Linked DNA regions of Mus musculus: regions 1, 2, 3, 4 and 5 are each linked to region 6. Evidence: chromatin contacts called from public promoter capture Hi-C data. All regions are on one chromosome and are shown on one strand. The core of a region is the stretch at or near the end of the contact, and the rest is flanking DNA. Distances in the headings are between cores, read along the strand shown.

What was found. Promoter capture Hi-C pulls out the DNA fragments that hold promoters and counts their contacts.
Region 1: a contact with region 6 is called in a promoter capture Hi-C map of pre-B cells. The contact joins the promoter of Rragc here to the promoter of Stil in region 6. A contact is called at or near these places in 1 of 39 promoter capture datasets (pre-B cells) and 1 of 484 Hi-C or Micro-C datasets (B cells).
Region 2: a promoter capture Hi-C map of pre-B cells shows a contact between it and region 6. The contact joins the promoter of Cap1 here to the promoter of Stil in region 6. A contact is called at or near these places in 4 of 39 promoter capture datasets (cranial neural crest, frontonasal cranial neural crest, maxillary cranial neural crest and 1 more).
Region 3: a contact with region 6 is called in a promoter capture Hi-C map of cranial neural crest. The contact joins the promoter of Smap2 here to the promoter of Stil in region 6. A contact is called at or near these places in 1 of 39 promoter capture datasets (cranial neural crest) and 1 of 484 Hi-C or Micro-C datasets (B cells).
Region 4: a promoter capture Hi-C map of pre-B cells shows a contact between it and region 6. The contact joins the promoter of Ppie here to the promoter of Stil in region 6. A contact is called at or near these places in 3 of 39 promoter capture datasets (cranial neural crest, maxillary cranial neural crest and pre-B cells).
Region 5: a promoter capture Hi-C map of second pharyngeal arch cranial neural crest shows a contact between it and region 6. The contact joins the promoter of Ppt1 here to the promoter of Stil in region 6. A contact is called at or near these places in 3 of 39 promoter capture datasets (cranial neural crest, maxillary cranial neural crest and second pharyngeal arch cranial neural crest) and 1 of 484 Hi-C or Micro-C datasets (B cells).

Annotation. Positions count from the first base shown.
Region 1 is chr4:123,916,010-123,918,709 of GRCm38.p6, forward strand. Rragc (Ras-related GTP binding C) reads left to right here and starts at 1,424. Exons shown (of 7, transcript NM_017475.2): 1 at 1,424-1,758. The coding sequence starts at 1,525. It also overlaps D130007C19Rik.
Region 2 is chr4:122,884,640-122,887,339 of GRCm38.p6, forward strand. Cap1 (CAP, adenylate cyclase-associated protein 1 (yeast)) reads right to left here and starts at 1,437. Exons shown (of 13, transcript NM_001358035.1): 1 at 1,175-1,437.
Region 3 is chr4:121,015,834-121,018,533 of GRCm38.p6, forward strand. It overlaps Smap2 (small ArfGAP 2), which reads right to left and starts at 1,414. Exons shown (of 10, transcript NM_133716.3): 1 at 916-1,414. The coding sequence starts at 1,018.
Region 4 is chr4:123,138,647-123,141,420 of GRCm38.p6, forward strand. Ppie (peptidylprolyl isomerase E (cyclophilin E)) reads right to left here and starts at 1,305. Exons shown (of 10, transcript NM_019489.6): 1 at 1,256-1,305; 2 at 220-318. The coding sequence starts at 1,286.
Region 5 is chr4:122,834,883-122,837,582 of GRCm38.p6, forward strand. It overlaps Ppt1 (palmitoyl-protein thioesterase 1), which reads left to right and starts at 1,345. Exons shown (of 9, transcript NM_008917.3): 1 at 1,345-1,497. The coding sequence starts at 1,374.
Region 6 is chr4:114,998,767-115,001,466 of GRCm38.p6, forward strand. It overlaps Stil (Scl/Tal1 interrupting locus), which reads left to right and starts at 1,352. Exons shown (of 17, transcript NM_009185.3): 1 at 1,352-1,581.

The DNA of each region.
Region 1 (2,700 bases), core at 174-2,673, 8.9 Mb after region 6:
GATGTACTGAGATTTACGGATGTGGGCCATCATATCATGCCTGGCAAAGACACAATTTCATTTTTCATTGTACTGGTTATTATAATTAATGCAGAGATAATATAAAGTACATGGAGTGTGCATAGGTTCACATGTAAATAGCCTATACTAGGAATCTGACCGTCTTCCAGTCGGTTAATCGGATTAAGGGTGTCCTGAAAGCATTCTCCCATTGATACTGAGAGACACACGCATATTTAAGTGCATTCTGCCTGTCTATTAGGTACTGTGGAGTTGATATTTTTTAGGTGAGGTTGTGACGGCCTACTAGAGCTTACTTTTCTCTCTACAGTCAGATCAGTCTGTCTGAGTAGGAGATGAGACTATGTGGTAGAATTTTCCCTAGCATGCGCAAAAGACCCCGAATTTCATCCTTAGCCCTGCAAACAACAGTCACTTTGTAAAACCAGAAGCCCTATCCCTACCCCAACTCCTTTTGAGTGTACACGGCTGTATTTTAAGGGTTGTCAAATTTCCACTTCTGGGAGTCCGAGACATTTACAACTTTCTGAAACATACTTTGGCAGTAATCATTTGCCTTCATTAGCCCTAATTCCTCTAGTCTCTAATCACAAAGAAGTCAAGTACTCAGTTGCTGGATGGGTTACTGGAGGGGCACTAGGTGGGCGTGAAGATGGAGTCGGTAGAATATAAGGGCAGCAGTATCCTATCAGCGATCTGCTTACGGAATTAGAAGATGTTTTAGCATGCTCGTATCTGTTTTCCTTATCGGGTTCCAGGTACCAGCATAGGCAAGTTATCACTGAGATTCCTAATTGCCTTTCGCACGTGCCGAATCTATAGGTCTGGACTGGCTCACACACGACCTCCGGTGGACTCACCCAATTCCAGAGCAATTCATCTATCCTCATGGCCTTTTCCCATAAAATCTGTACTGAGTCAACTTACACAGAAGTCCAATCTCTGTTCAGCTTCAAGCAACTTGAGGGCATGGAGGGGCAATTCAGTTTCCAGTGCCTTCCTGGTACCCAGGACCTGACAAGCATCACTAAATACTGGCAGGGCAGCTGCAACAAGGGAGGGGGGCACAAAGAATTCTTACCCAGACGCCTAGAAGCTTCCCTGCGTTGCTCTCGGAGCCCGGAAGAAGGCGGGGAGCGGGGAGCAGCCCAGCGCGCGCATGGAAGGCCGAGGTGCGTTGCGGGCTGTGCCCCCAGGGCGAAGGCCCGGAGGCCGACGAGAGGCGCGGCCAGGCCGAACTCCTCGTGACGCCTCCCCCCCTTCTGCCGCTGCTAGTCAGGTGATTCCGGGCACGTGATAGTACCACTTACCCTGTTGTCCCAGAGTGGCAGCCCGCCCAGCCAATAATAAACCGAAGCTTGGCGGCGGCCCAATCGGAGCTGGGCTTATGGGCGGGCCCTGCGGCGGCTACTGCCGGGGGCGGCGGCAACAGCGGCGGCCTGGGGAGGCGGCGGCCTAACCTGGCCTGGCCTGTCAGGGCGCGGGCGGTGGTGGTCCAGCACCATGTCCCTGCAGTACGGGGCGGAGGAGACGCCCCTGGCCGGCAGTTACGGCGCAGCCGACTCGTTCCCCAAGGACTTCGGCTACGGCGTGGAGGAGGAGGAAGAGGAGGCAGCGGCGGGTGGCGGCGGAGGCGCGGGGGCCGGCGGCGGCTGCGGCCCGGGCGGCGCTGACAGCTCCAAGCCGAGGATCCTGCTTATGGGGCTCCGGCGCAGCGGCAAATCCTCCATCCAGAAGGTGAGCGCCCCGCAGCCGCCGCCTGCCCTTGGTTTTGCCCGGCCCACGGCGCTCAGGTGGCGGGTGCCCAGGAGGCCTGAGAGGGTGGAGGCCTGGCGCTGCGTCCCCGGGCACTGTCCACACCTGCGAGCGCAGAGCCTGGGCGCGGTTCGCCCAGGGTCCCCGACCTGGGCCTCCGAGGGTCGAGGGGGGCCAGGAGGCGACGCTGGCTGGAGGGAGGAGGCAGGTGCCGGTCACCGCCCTAGAACTCCTCCCTTCTGGTCGCTGCCCTTGTGGCGTTGACGAAACCGACCCGTCGTCCCCGGTTCTCACGCGGAGAACTTGGTGAGCGTGCTGTCCCGCCGCATCTCACTTAGGTGACAGGAGTTTTCAGGGATCTCCTCCCAGCCTCTGGACCGTAGCGGCGCCTGAAAGTGTTGTGGCGAAGACACTGGGCATCTCAGTGTTTGTTGTCAGTCTGTTGGAGACTTCTGTAAAAACATTTTTTGGGGGGGGGGGCGGGGGGGGGGACTCTATCGCTACACCTACTTTATTTAGAACTTGTAGCCCTGTGGTTGCAGTTACAGGTGACAGTCCCCAGTAGCTGGTCACAGCGATCTTTGGAGACGGTTTTGCAGGCGGACAGACATCAGTGCATTTGTTTTCACTTGGGTCCGTCGTGAACGAATAGAATGAATGCCTAAGGCTTTGTATTTTTAGGGAAATAGAGGCAGGGTTGATTTCTTTCAATCAGCCATTCCCATTACAAACAGAGCGAACTTCTGGTAAAACTACGGTCACAGACAACCATGCTTTCCCCATTTCCACTCTGACACAAAGGTCTGTCCAAACAGAAATCTCTGGTATTTTGTAGGGGTGGTGTTTTTAAAAAGCAACATCGCTGCCTACCCCCACATCTTCCGCCCCTGCACTTGCTGGACAACTGTTTTATTTTCTCACGTC
Region 2 (2,700 bases), core at 187-2,686, 7.9 Mb after region 6:
GCCGGTTCCTCCCATACTGTACATATCACCAGAGAACAAGTGTATTCCTAGCCAGAAGGGCTAAGTGCCTAAGCTAAAATGTTTTCACACATACTGAGGTCCAATAAATGCTTGGCAGATGATGAACGTGCTGTTCTAACCCTGGATTTTCACTTCAAGGGAAAGCAGTACAAAGAGCTACAGCTGACAGTTCTGATACTAACTAACCTCTATCTAATATATTCTCTCTCTCTCTCTCTCTCTCTCTCTCTCTCTCTCTCACACACACACACACACACACACACACACACACCCTCTTGATCTTTCAAAACGCTTCTGACTCCCTTGCTGCGTCCTTCCACAGCACCCTCACCACATTTGTAACTATTTCTTAACTGTCTTTCACTGCTAACTCGATGGGGGCAATGACTAGACTTTTCAAAGCTGTATTCGATGACATTTTCCATGTTGCCAACACAGAATAAACACAGCGATCCTACGACCACAGGCACTTGGCAACTGTGCCAGACCCAACCTGAATCATCTGACTTCAGATCCAGAAGTGGACAGCACCTCCCATAAAGTTAGCTTGGATTGCGAGTGAACAGTGGCAGTCTAAGAGTAAGGGGAGCTCACTGAACGTAAACGCAGGGCTTACTAGCCTACCTTAAATTTAACAGGCATTCCAAATTTTTAACTTTTTTTTTTTTTTTAGTTCTACTACCAGATAGCCTTTAACCTGCAGCTGCCCAGATCGAAAGTTAGAGAGGTTCCAAGGAAAGGAAGGATCTAGGACTGGAAACCTCTCTCTAAAACCAGATTCTTTTCTTCTCCGAGATCAAGTTACCCATCCGAGTAATGGGAACAAGACCCGGTCAGGAGGAAATTCTAAGGTCTCCCAGGGTCCATTCAGTTGGTTAGGATGCCTTTAGGAATCAGGCCTCCGCGGAGGCTGATAGGCAGAGCTGCGAAATCAAGGAGAAAGTGGCTTCCCCAAGACCTCCTGGTTCAATCTGGTACCCCAGCCCCACCTCAAGAGACCGCACCCAGGAGCCCGGGATGGCCGAAGGGCCCAAACCCCGGCCTTTCAGCAAGACTCCTCAAACGCGCGTAGGCTAGCACAGCCTTTACTAACGGCCAGGACCCGGTGGGCCCCAAAGACCATCCCAATCCTTATCCAACCACCAACCCTCACCTTAAGAGTTCCGCCTCACCTCCGGACTGCGATCAGCCGCTCTCCACTTCCGGCAAGAACCGCCCAGCGGTCTTCGCGCGACCCACTTCCGGGCCCTCACTGGGCGCGGCACCCCCACCGGAAATGAACCACTGGCTGTAACGCTAGCCCGGGGGAGAGGAAGAAGTTTGGCCGCTCCGCTCGTGACTCCGCCCTCATTCCCCGCCACCGGAGAGAGAATCTGGCTTAGGAGCGTTTGGAAAAGGGCTCCGCCTCCAAGGGAGGTGGGGGAGGAAAACTCGGGGAAGGGGCGTGTCCACGGTTGGTCACGCCCCGAGGCCCAGACCAATAAGGAGCTGGAGTTCCTAACCAAGCCCCACCTCCTCAAAGGAAGACAGCTGAGTGGCTGCTTGTTTTGTCAATTTGTGCTCGGAGACTGAGGTCGTTACGTTTTTAGCCTCAGTCCGGAAGAGGTTCAGGGAACAACAGTGGGGCTAGAAGGCTCTGAGACCCAGTGTCTGGTGGTTGGGGGGACCGGGACCAAATTTCGCCCCTGGCTGGGCGTGCAAGCCTTGGTTTCCCTGTCTGTAGTACAGAAAAGCAATGGACTCGGTCGCGGAGGCTAATAGAGTAGGCTTTGAGCGTCTGGGCATGCTCGCCCTCGCTCGATTCCGAGGCTAGGGCTGGGAAGGTGGAGAAAATCTTCCACTCGCGCCCCACTTCCTGTTTGCTCTGTGCGTTTTGTGACCATAGATGGTCAGGTCCGTGGCTGTGCTTAAGCTTCCGCCTCAGGCTTCGGAGTTCTTCCTCCCACCCTGTAGGGTGTGGTCCCTGAAATGAAATGAGCAAAATTAAAGGAGATCTTGTCCCATTCCTTAAAAATCTTGCTTTTGAGGCTTCATCGCCCCAAGCTATGTATGCCCAGCTGGCTGCTAATGAGCCCGTGTGCGATTCAGAGCTGTAACTGCAGCCTGCAGGGCAGTCTTCGCCTCCCTGCTTCTTAGACGGGGGATCGCGTCTTTGTTTCCTCCGGACTTAACACTTTCCAACCGGTCATTATCCTCCCACAAAGATTTATTTCTAGAAAAAAAATTGGCGAGTGCTGTGCTATGGTTCCTACCCCTTCGACTGGATGACTGACAACTCCGCGTTCAAGTTGAATGCAGGTGTTATATGCCAGAGTCAATCATTCAACAAATACAGTTCATGTAATAATAGCTACCATTTACTGTGCGCTGACTACATGCCAGGCTTGTGCTGAGCGCTCAAACCATTTTCATTTAATCCTAATAGCAACTCTCTGCGGTAGGTACCATTACATCCTCGGAGCTTCAAATGAGGAAGCTGAATAACTTGCCAAGGTCACAAAGTAGATGTTGAAACTTTAAACAGAGCACGCATTTGACTGTCTTAGAACCAATGAATTTAATCATCCCCAGTGATAGATAGATCTGGGAACATTTGAGGCATTGGGTGCCTCTGGTTGTAGACGTAAGTTGTTCCATTCCTGACTCCGAGCCCTTTACTAGCGTCCCGACTTTGATCAA
Region 3 (2,700 bases), core at 164-2,663, 6.0 Mb after region 6:
ACCCCCTCCCAATTATAGCTGCTCCTACCTACAAAGCTGTACAGAATTCACTAGTAAATTTTCTACCATATTGACCTTTAATTGTAACACAGCATGAACCTTTACAGACACAGAAAACAAAGGCTAAGTGGTTGTGGCCAATTTCTATTTCCTCTCTAAAGGTGTAATCACCAGGGAAATAACGAATTGGGGGAATTCCTTGCTTCCTTTTCTCCCTGCTTGAACGGGTCCTGCACTACAGTCCAGGTCTGCTAGTTTCGCTCACCACACACGCATGAGGCCTCCACAACCCAGGCTAGACTACCTAGAAATCCGCACTGTGTCACTGCATAAGGTAGCTGTTTCTCAGTGCACACGACCTGGGTGAAGAAAGCCACCTAAGCACTCGGTCTGAGCTCAACAAGGTGGTAAAATGACAGGAGCTGCTAACGACATAGCAGACAGCAAGGAATGCCACCTTTAAATATCATTTCGACAGTTTTTCTCTTAGTCATCTCACCTTCCTCCTCGTCACCCCCACCGCCACCCCCACCACACTGCAGCTCACCCACAGCTTTGCCAAGTAAAAGGCTGCCAGCTCTGCATGACAGCGAGCCCAGAAGCCATTCAGAGTCTGCAACATAGACAGTCTCACCTGAACACACCGGGCAACCCCACCCCCCACTATATCATCCCCACTTCGCTGACACACACACACACACACACACACACACACACACACACACTCGCCCACACCAAACCCCAAGTCCCAAGCCCGAGGAAACCCAGCAAGCTCATGAGCGAGGGTGGCTCGCGTGGTCATACGAAGAGGACTCGCCCTGAGCTCCAGAACCCCCTCCCCACTCAGGCCATCGCAGCTCATCGCCACGCCGCCGCCCCGCAGCTGGCCCCCCGCCGGCGCCCCGGATGCGTTACCTTTGGACTGGCAGTCAGCACAGAACTTGTTATCTTCCTCCAGCAGCAGGTTGGCCAGGACCGCCTGGTACCGATCCACGTCCTTCACCGACTTGCCTGTCATGGCCAGGGTGCCGGCGGGGGCAGAGGGCGACGCGCCCCCTGCACCCCCCAAGAACCCCTGCCTCTGTCCGGGGCTGAGGCCTTGGGGTCCCCGCCCAGGCGGTCCTCTCGCCCGGCCCGGAGCAGCCCCGGGGTCAGAGCCGTCAGCGCCCCCGCCCCGCAGCCCCTCAGCCCCTCAGCGCGGCGCCCCCTGGCGGGCTTCGGGCAAGGCAGGGACTCGCGGAGGCTGCGGGACCCCAGAAGTGGCCTAGGTGGAGCGAGCTCCCGGCTTCAGGCGTGCGGGACGCACACTTGACCCCGAGTGTTGAGGGTCTGCCCGCTGTGCTTCCCGCCTCGGTTTCCCTGGCAGCTGCGACCAGCTCAGCCGCCACCTCCACCGCCTACTTCCGGCAGCTCTTCCTCTCCTCCTCCACCCAGCCCAACCCGCGCATGCGCCCCGCCCACCGCGCTGCACTGGGCTCTCCCCTTGGCTCCGCCTCCTAGGAACCAATCCGGGAAGAGCCGGGGGCGGGGCTTAGGTGGAAGCGGCGGGAGGGAGGACACGCCCCCTGCGTGCCCTTGGAAAAGAATGAATGAAGCCGGGTGGAGAGGGAGGAGAGTGAAGAGAATAAAGTGAAGGGAACGACCAACATTTACAGAGCTCATACTGTGTGCCATGTACTGCTCTAAGCGCTTTCTATCAATTATCACAGTATGCTCTTCACAGCAACCTTTATAAGATGTGTGTTTATTATCCTTATATAATACAAGGGTTGTGGCTATCCCAGACTCCTTTAGGTTAGTCTTTCCTTCAAGAGACAAAAGGACTCACCCTCTGACCCGAGTTAAAGAGACATTACACCCTCCCTCGTGATCACTTCTAACTTGGAATGCCTCCTGCCGCTGATATACATTAGTCTTCTCTGTGACTACTGCCCTTTTTGAGCATCGCTCTGACTAGTGTCTAGGCAGAACTTTTCTTTCCTTTAAAAAAAATTTTTTTTTGAACAGGTTCTTCCTAAGTAGCCCTTGGTGGCCTGGAACTTTATATTGTAGATTAGGATAGCCTCGAACTAACAGAGAACTGCCTCCAAAGTGCTGGGATTAAAGGTATGTGCCACCATACCTAGCCTCCTTTACTTGCGTGTGTGTGCATGCGTGCGTGTGTGAGTGCGTACGTGTGCGTGTGCGTGTGCGTGCGTGCGTGCGTGCGTGCGTGCGTGCGTGTGTGTGTGTGTGTGTGTGTGTGTGTGTGTGTGTGTAGGTGTCCAAGGAGGCCAGAAGAGGGCATTGCAGTACCTGAAGCTGGAGTTTCAGCTGATGGATGAGGGTGTGTGATGTGGGTGTTGGGGAAGGAACCAGGGTCCTATGAGAGATTACCAAACTCTCTCACCTGCTGAGCCATCTCTCAGGTTGTTTGGGGGAGAGCCAGTTATAGGGTAACATGGAATAAGCAGCTACTTAAAAATGGTTATTAGGTATTATTTTCCAAAGCCTCTCTTGTTACAAATAGTGTCTTGAACCCACGGCCATCTTCCTGTGTATGCATTCCGTCCCTTCACTCATCAAATTCTTAAAAGAGACTGAGAAAAAACAGGATGTGCTAAAGGGGAAGAGAACGCTACTTCCTGATATTTGCTCTTAAGGGATTCTTCTGAAGGCTAGAGTAATAGACCAGGGAGGCCAGCAAGACAAAGTGTTTAT
Region 4 (2,774 bases), core at 55-2,554, 8.1 Mb after region 6:
GTGTCTCTGCCCCTCTGCCCCTCTGTGTGTGTCTCTGTGTGTGTCTCTGCCCCTCTGTGTGTGTCTCTGTGTGATTAGTGCTGGGAACTGAAACCAAAGCCTCATATGGTGGGCAAGAATTCTACTAGAACTTAAGAATGTAAATTTAGAACTGGAATGTGACTTTAATTCTTTCCCTATCGGAGGGTAATGAGCGTTAAAGACACTCAAATGACCCACCTGTTTCATAGTCCAGAGGAATTTGAATATCTGTGATGTCTCCAAAGGGGATAAATGCAGCATGAAGAACCTTGTCGTCCACCTCTTCTGCCAGCCCGCCTGCAAATGAGCCAAGGACCTTCTGAGCCGCTGTCCTACACACTCAGAGGTCCCTGCACACCAGGGACTTTGCCTGTCACTGGTATGACAGGCAAAGGGAGGGATCTTTCCATCCAGTCCTTTGTCTACACAAACATCTCTCTCTACAGCCTACCCACACTACTTTCCTTTCTTCAATCTCCTTTTAAACAGTTCTGATTCGATCTCCAACTCTTGTGAAAGCTTTGTAACTGACCTCTCTGCCTCAATTCCTTCCTCCAACCGCCCCCCCCCAACCAAATATAAGTGGAAATGAATCCATCGGTTCTCTTAGACTTCAAAGTCTTAAATGTCACTGTCCTCAAGATAAAGTGAGAGCTCCTTGGTAGTGTACACAGGGTTATCATCCGACTCTCGCCGATCTCTCTTGTATCTTCCATTTTGTTTTCCCCAATTTCCCTGAGTTTCTCGAAAAATGACCCAGCTGCCCCTAGGCGCCAGGCTCTTTTACGCCTTTGAGCTTCGGCTCCGGTGCAGCGAACAGCTTTGCCTCTACTCTGACTCTTTGCCCAACTCCTGCTCAACTTCTGCGTCCCGGCAACAGAAAGTTTGCCCTCACCCAAGTTCCTGTCATCATTGTTAGTCCCTATTACAACGCTAGGGTGTGTAGGTTATTTCCCACTTTCTCCTAGATAGTCTGGTAACTCCTCCTTTAGGGCAGAGATCCAGCCATTCCGCACTGAATGTTTGTAAAACGAATGGGCGGGAGGGATTTGGAAGCCCAAAATTCTTGTCACTCGTCGGGGTTCCTGTGCGCTTAGTGGACTAGGAAGGTCGCCGGAATTGTCCTTCCATCTCGGGCTCACACCCTCAGGCCCAGCAAGCCCTCCATAGACCCCGGCTGCTTTCCCCCTTTCCCACATTGCTCAGACTAAGTCTAGCTCCCGCGCCTGCTCACCCACGTACAGCACACGCTTGGTGGTGGCCATCTTGCTCGCGCCCGTTTCCGCCGGAAGCCGGCACTCGGCCGGCCCCCTCGCCGTCGCCCCTCCCCTTAGGTCGGGGCGGGTCTTTGTGCGGCTGCAGGCTCCGCCCCTTCTTGGCTGTAGCTCCCAGAGCTGGAAGGAAACAAACCTTGGTCTGATCAACCTAGATATTAACGGCAATTGAACCATTACCAACACACTATGGTCCGGGCTGTCCAGGCAGCTGTTTTTGGCCAATTCGGGAGCCAAGAACGGTTTTTACACTTTGAACCGGGGTGAGGCGAAGGATCGACAATATTTCTTGAGAGATGAAAATTATATGAAATTAAAATTTCAATATCACGAAGTTTAATTGTTAGAGTATAGCCACATCCGTTCCTTTTCTATTGTCTGGCTGCTTTCATGTTACAAAGGGAAGAGACCTGTTCCTCCCACGGCCATTGATATTTTACCATCTGGCCCTTTGGGCAAAGTGTTTGCTATACTCTTGTTCTAACGTAATATTTAAATTTATAGGTTCTCAATAGCAGTACAAAACAGTAGGATCACATTTGTTTGCTTGTTAGAGTATCCCACTATGCCTTCCAGATCTCAGCCTCCCCAGTGCTGAAATCCCAATTGAATACCACCAACCTACCTCAAATAGAAATTTAACAAGTTTTATTTTATGTATTTATTTTGAGACTGGATCTTCCTATGTAGTCCTGAATATCTTGGAATTCACTATGTAAACCAGGCTGACCTTGAACTTACAGAGATCTCTTCCTGAGGGTTGGGACTAAAAGCATATACCACCACAGGAAGCTTTGCTGTATTGTTAAAGGGCTCTAGCAGGCCCAAGCTTGGTAAGCACAGGTGTGGCAGGCCTTGTCCTTCTCCCCATTCCCTCTGCCTTGCTAATAAACAAACAAACAAACAGGGTTATATTCCTAAAGCTAGCCGTAGGCCAAATAAGGTCTATTCCCTTATTTGGCCTCCTCCTGAGGATGATCACCAAGGTCCAGCTATCAAAGTATTAAAGTTCAACAATTGTATTAGTCAGGGTTCTCTAGAGTCACAGAACTGTGGGTAGTCTCTATATAGTAAAGGAATTTAATCTTAATCTTTGATCTCCCTGTCTTAATCTTCTGAAATCCATAGCCACTATGCCTCAAGATCTCCATACTGAGATCCAGGTCAGAAACTTCTATCTCTCAGCCTCCAGATTAGGGTCACTGATGAGCCTTCCAATTCTGGATTGTAGTTCATTCCAGATATAGTCAAGTTGACAACCAGAAATAGCCACTACAACAGTCAAATCCCCCCTTGGCCTACCCTAATTAATACGGTCAACCAAAACATGACCACCACATCCTAGCCATTCTATCACAGATTCCCCTCTTTTTCCTCTTAAAAAAACATCACACCCACAAGGTCATTTGCTGCTGCTGTCTGCCTGAGCGGAGAACAGTCACTTTCCCCTGCTCAGTAAAGGATCTCTCTATGGAAATA
Region 5 (2,700 bases), core at 95-2,594, 7.8 Mb after region 6:
ATTTATTTGTTTACATTGTGTGTTTATGAGTCTCTATGGGGACATGTGACTGTCGGTGTATAGAGCTCAGAAGACAGCTTGCACAACTTGTTTTTTTTAACCTCAAGCTATCATAGTTCTCAAGAGGAAAGGATCAGGAATGGCTTAGTGGCCATTGTTTTATCCAGCTGAACAATCTAGCTGGCCCAACGCTTATCAGACTGTGCACTGTATAATGCATCCTAATCCTGTATTTTAATTGGCTTTCCAATTACTAAGTAACTGCTGGTTTCAGTGGGGTGGTACAGAAGGGTTTCATGTGGGTGCACAACCGGTTATTCTTCTAGATTTTTCATATGTCGCTCTCTACAAGACTACTTCATCCTTTATAAAGCCGGTGTCAGAGAGTCCCACTGTACCGTGAATACACCCTATTTAACAGATTCCTTTAAACATTTTTAATGCTTTTTTAGGGGAAAAAATGTTTGACACTGTCATTGAGGTGCCGAGGCTGCACTGAGGGAATCTAGAAAAGATGTGGGAGCATAGACAGGAGCCTCTGGGCTATAATAAACCAGAGTGGAGCTTGGATAGGACGTAGCTATGTTTCCCATCTTCCTAGTACATGAAATACCTGAGAGTCCATGACAGCCTGGAAGTCTTATTACATCTTTAATAAGATACTTTTTTCCCTCTTCAGGAGTCCAAACTTCCTCCTCCCTAATTACATCTTTAGCTTTTGAAACCCCATCTTAGCTTTACGATCCAAACCAAACCTCACCATGATATAACTTGCCCTGGATGAAAATCAAGTCTCCCTTCCCCAGTCCCGACACTGAGCCTTTTCTTCCAAGGGCTATAAGTACTATGGCACTGTGCTGAAGAGTTTTCTGCCTCCGCCTCCGAGGACCTTACCTAATTTCTCACACATGTGCTAAAATAAAAACAGTCTCCTAGGGGGAAAGCACCTGCAGCCAAGCCTGATGGATGACCTCAGTTCAATCCCTCTGACCGCTCCTGCAAGCGGTTCTCTGGCCTCCACACATGCGCTGTAGAACGCGAGCCGTACACATATGAAACGCCCACACATAGAATTAAAATTACGTGCAAATGACATAATTGTTAGCGAATAAACAGCTCTTTTCTGCTAATACACAGCTGAAAGAGAAGGCAAAGTTCCGTAGGGGGAAGGGGGAATTGTCACCTAGGCGTCCTTGGGTGTAAAATGAGAGCAGTGCATAAGATCAATTAAAAGATGGAAAGCCCTTATATAGTAGAGTCTGGTGGGTGTTAAGCAATGAATAAACGTCTCTGTCAGGATGCAGAGCCCGGCAGGGGGCGTGGCCACCGGAATTACTTTGGTCCACAGTCCCCGCGGTCATGTGATTGCTAAGATGGCGTCGTCCTGTTCGCGGAGGCTGCTAGCTGCCGCTCTGCTGCCTTGGTGCTGCGCCGCCTGGGCCCTGGGGCATCTGGACCCACCTTCACCACCACCGCTGGTGATCTGGCATGGGATGGGTGAGTGGGCGTGGACGGGGGCATCCTTTTCCCCCCTCGGTTCTTAAATCTGGAAAGACGATAGGGATTCCACAGCACCCGCCTAGTCCAAGGTTTTCGGATTTGTTGCTCTGCACGGAAGGGACGACAACCAGGTGTCTTTAGTGAGTGCTCAGTGAGTATTGTGCACGGCTTGGTTTATGCTTTGTTAAAATCCTGGCAGCAGTAGCATCAGCCTGCAGTATCTCACAGTCAGTCCAGCCTGCCCCTGCAGAGCTGGACTGCACACTCAGGCTTTCATTCCTTCACATCTGAATAGAGATCTACCAGGGGCCTTCATGTCCTTTATACAGTTACCTCAGAGCACCTGCTATACCTGAGCATGAAGCATTCTCATCTTTCTGGAACTTGCTGTCCAGTGGGGGAAACGTATTATAAGGAAATACGGGAAACTTGTCAAATGGCCAGGAGTGCAGTGAAAACAGAAGATAGAGCCTCAGGTGTGAGCTTGTGCTTCTACGGAGCAAGTTAGAACAGGAAACGGGATTCACCCAAGAGTGACAACTGAGTAGAGCTTAAGAGGATGCAGCACCATGGAGGGAGCAACTGGCCAGATCCTCCCTCCCGCCCCACCCCCCCGGAGCTCCCAGGGATTGGACCACCAACTAAAGAGTACACATGGAGGGACCCATGGCTCCAGCTGCCTATGTGGCAGAGGATGGACTTGGACATCAGTAGGAGGAGAGGCCCTTGAACCTGAGAATGTTCGATGCCCCAGTGTAGGGGAATGCCAGGGAGGGAAGACAGGAGTGGGTGGGTGGGGAACACCCTCATAGAGTCAGGGGGAGGGGGGATTGGATAGGGGGGTTCCGATGGGGAGACCTGGAAAGGGGAAAACATTTAAATGTAAATAAAGAAAATATCCAATAAAAAAAATAAAAGAAGGAAAAAAGAGAAGAAAAAAAGGAGGACGAGGGAAGATGCCATAGGGACATGTGGTCACAGGAGCAGCAGGTGCAAAGGCCCTGAGCTTGGCAGACTAGCATGCAGAGCAGTGTAGCAGGAGCAGCGGGAGCAAGGGAATAAGAGGGTGGACAAGTATGCTGGGGCTTTTAAGATTAGTGTAAGGACTTGGAATTTCACTAGGAACTTGTGAGGTGGTAGAATTTACATTTGTAAAGAACTGTTCTAAGCCCTTTGTGCTAGCTAGCAACTGTAAAGAGC
Region 6 (2,700 bases), core at 102-2,601:
GGCAGCCAGGGATGGGTGTGCCCAAGGAGGCCAGAAGACAACTGTGATCTATCTAACCAGGATGCCGGCAACCAAGATGATCTGCAAGATCAGCAAGTGCTCTTAACCACTGAGCTATCTCTACAGCCCCAGATTTTACCTGTTAAAAGTATTTACTTAGTGTGTGGTGCTAGTCACTCAACCCAGGACCCTGCACATGCTGGGGTCCTACACTACTACTTAGCTGCATACTAGCCTCCCAGAACAGTCTCAGATATACAGAAAATAAATGAAGCACACCTCCCACGCACTTTCCTCTTTTTTTTTTTAACATCTTATATAAGTATGTACATTTGTTTCTATTAACCCAACATTGATACATTATTAATTTAAAGTCTTTTATGTATTTAGATTTTTACCTGCCTTTTAAAAAATACACAAAGTTTAATGTAACATGAACTAATCCTAAGAACACGTTTGCTACCTTCCCCTAACACTATAGACGTGCTTCCTTTTTAATTTAAGTCTTTTCTTGTTTTGTTTTAATTACAACGAATGCCTGATCATCTCAAAGATCTCCAACATGGACCTCTGGCAGCACGCACACATAAATCACACACCACAACTGTCCCCAATATCAGCACTGGAAATAAGTATAAATAGCCACCAGTATTTTCTGTTCAACGAGAAGGAATTTCCCAAAATTGGTAAGATCGATCATATTTTAGAAACAACTTAAAGCAAATTTAACCTCCTCTATCTCTGATCATCTAAGGGCTTGAAAACTTTTTTTCTCCTGAGACAGGGTCTCATGCAGACCAAGTTGGTCTTTGATTTGCTTCGTAGCTTAGAAGACCTCTCTGCCTCCACCCACCTCTTCAAAGCTGGGACTAAGGCGGCGCACCACCACACTCGACTCTAGTCTTTTGAGACAGGGTCTCTAAATAATTCCAGCTTGTCTCTAACTCGTGGCGAGCCTCCTGTCTCAGCACCTGCCTCGGAAGAGCGCAGGAATTACAGGGGAGAACCAAGCTTGGCTAAGTGGATCCCAGCAGTCAGACCACAATCTGTGCAGGAAGCACTTCCAGCAAACCAGCCGGGATTTCTTTTTTTAACTGCGCATGCGTTTGGCCAATGCCAGCCAAACCGGAACTTAACCGTTGACCAAATGAAGGTTTAAATCCTCTGAGTAGTGACACAGAGCTGCGATGGCGCCCTCGGTTCTTTAAAGAACCTTGGGATAGGGCGAGCGCTAATCCCAGGCTGGGCTCCGATTGGTCGTCACAGCAGTCTGCAGTTGAGACGTTGCGTGACGACCGTGGTACCGCCCCTGCAGCGGGACTGGCCGGGCTTCTGGCCAATCAGCAGGCGCGGCGCGCCCTTTGGTTCCCTCCAGCGAGCGCTTGCCGCCTCGGTTCCCGCGACCCCAACGTCCCAGAGGCGGGGCCGCAGTCATCTGAGACGCTACCTGGATCCTGACTCTGCGTGCCCAACAAACGGGCCCAACAACCAAACCCTAGCTTGGCGGCGGCCGTGACAACAGCGACGGTGGATCTTTGAGCTCCTGATTCCCCGAGGCGCCCTACGGGCCCGGGAAGCACGGTGAGTAACAAGCGGCCTGTAAGGTCGGAGTTAGCGCGGTGGAACCGATGACCACAGGGCCGCCAGGGGAGAAAGAAGGCGGACCTCACTGCTAAAAAATGGGAAAGAAGTTTACATTGTGACGTGCCTCAGATTGACTTCACTGTAGAAATTTCTTGGAGACTGAAACCCTGATCCTTGCTTTTTTGCATTCTTTCTATCTGACCCAGACTGTGTAAGGAATCTATTACGTGTTTATAGTCCGTGGTCTACAGGAAGTAGACCTATGTCAAAAGTGAGGCGTGGACGTACAGTGTCTGAACACAAAGACAGTGATGTCACCCTGAGAGATTGCACATTCGTGTTGGGGGTTGGATGATAGGATTTAGTAGGAAATTCCAAAGGAAGGGGAGGACAGCCTGTGTAGTCCTATCGACTGCTGATAGTCGAGTTAGGACTGGAGGATGAGTGACCGGGGTTATGGTTGCAGTAATTGGGTAGGACCTTAATATGAAGGGTTTTTATTTTATATATGAAGAAAAGCTATTGACTTTCTAGTCAGGGGAAAAACTTGTACATAAACCCATTTGTGTCTGCACTGGAGGGACTTGTCAGTAAATCTGGCTGGGCTGAGGAGGACAGCTAAGGTGGGAGGCCAGAAAGAACTTTCTATGGGTAAGAGGGAGAAGAGGTGAGGGTGACTTGATGGTCCTCATTTGCTGCACAATGAAGACATTCCCTGAGCAGACTATTTTTGTTAGGTACAGGTTTGTACAGCTTTGGCTCCATTAGCTTTATAAGTAATACTATCAAGATGAGCTAGTTATCAAATCTCATTTGGTGGCTTTCAGATGAGAAAGACCTAATGCATGAAAGGAGAGACAGGCACTTAAGTCATTCCTGTTGGTGAGGAAAACTTATACTTTGTGGGGGTAGAGTTATCAGTGTGATTACTGATACCATGGCAGTCAACTGCTAAAGAAAGGCTTCTTTTAAAACAAGCAAACAAACAAACAAGAAAAACAAGCCTGTATTTCAAGAAGTTTCATATCTCTGGGATAAGTTTTAATTGATCCTTAAAGGTTATATCCAGTAGAACTTTGCTCTCCCAATATTTTTAGCCTTAGACTATATAGAAAA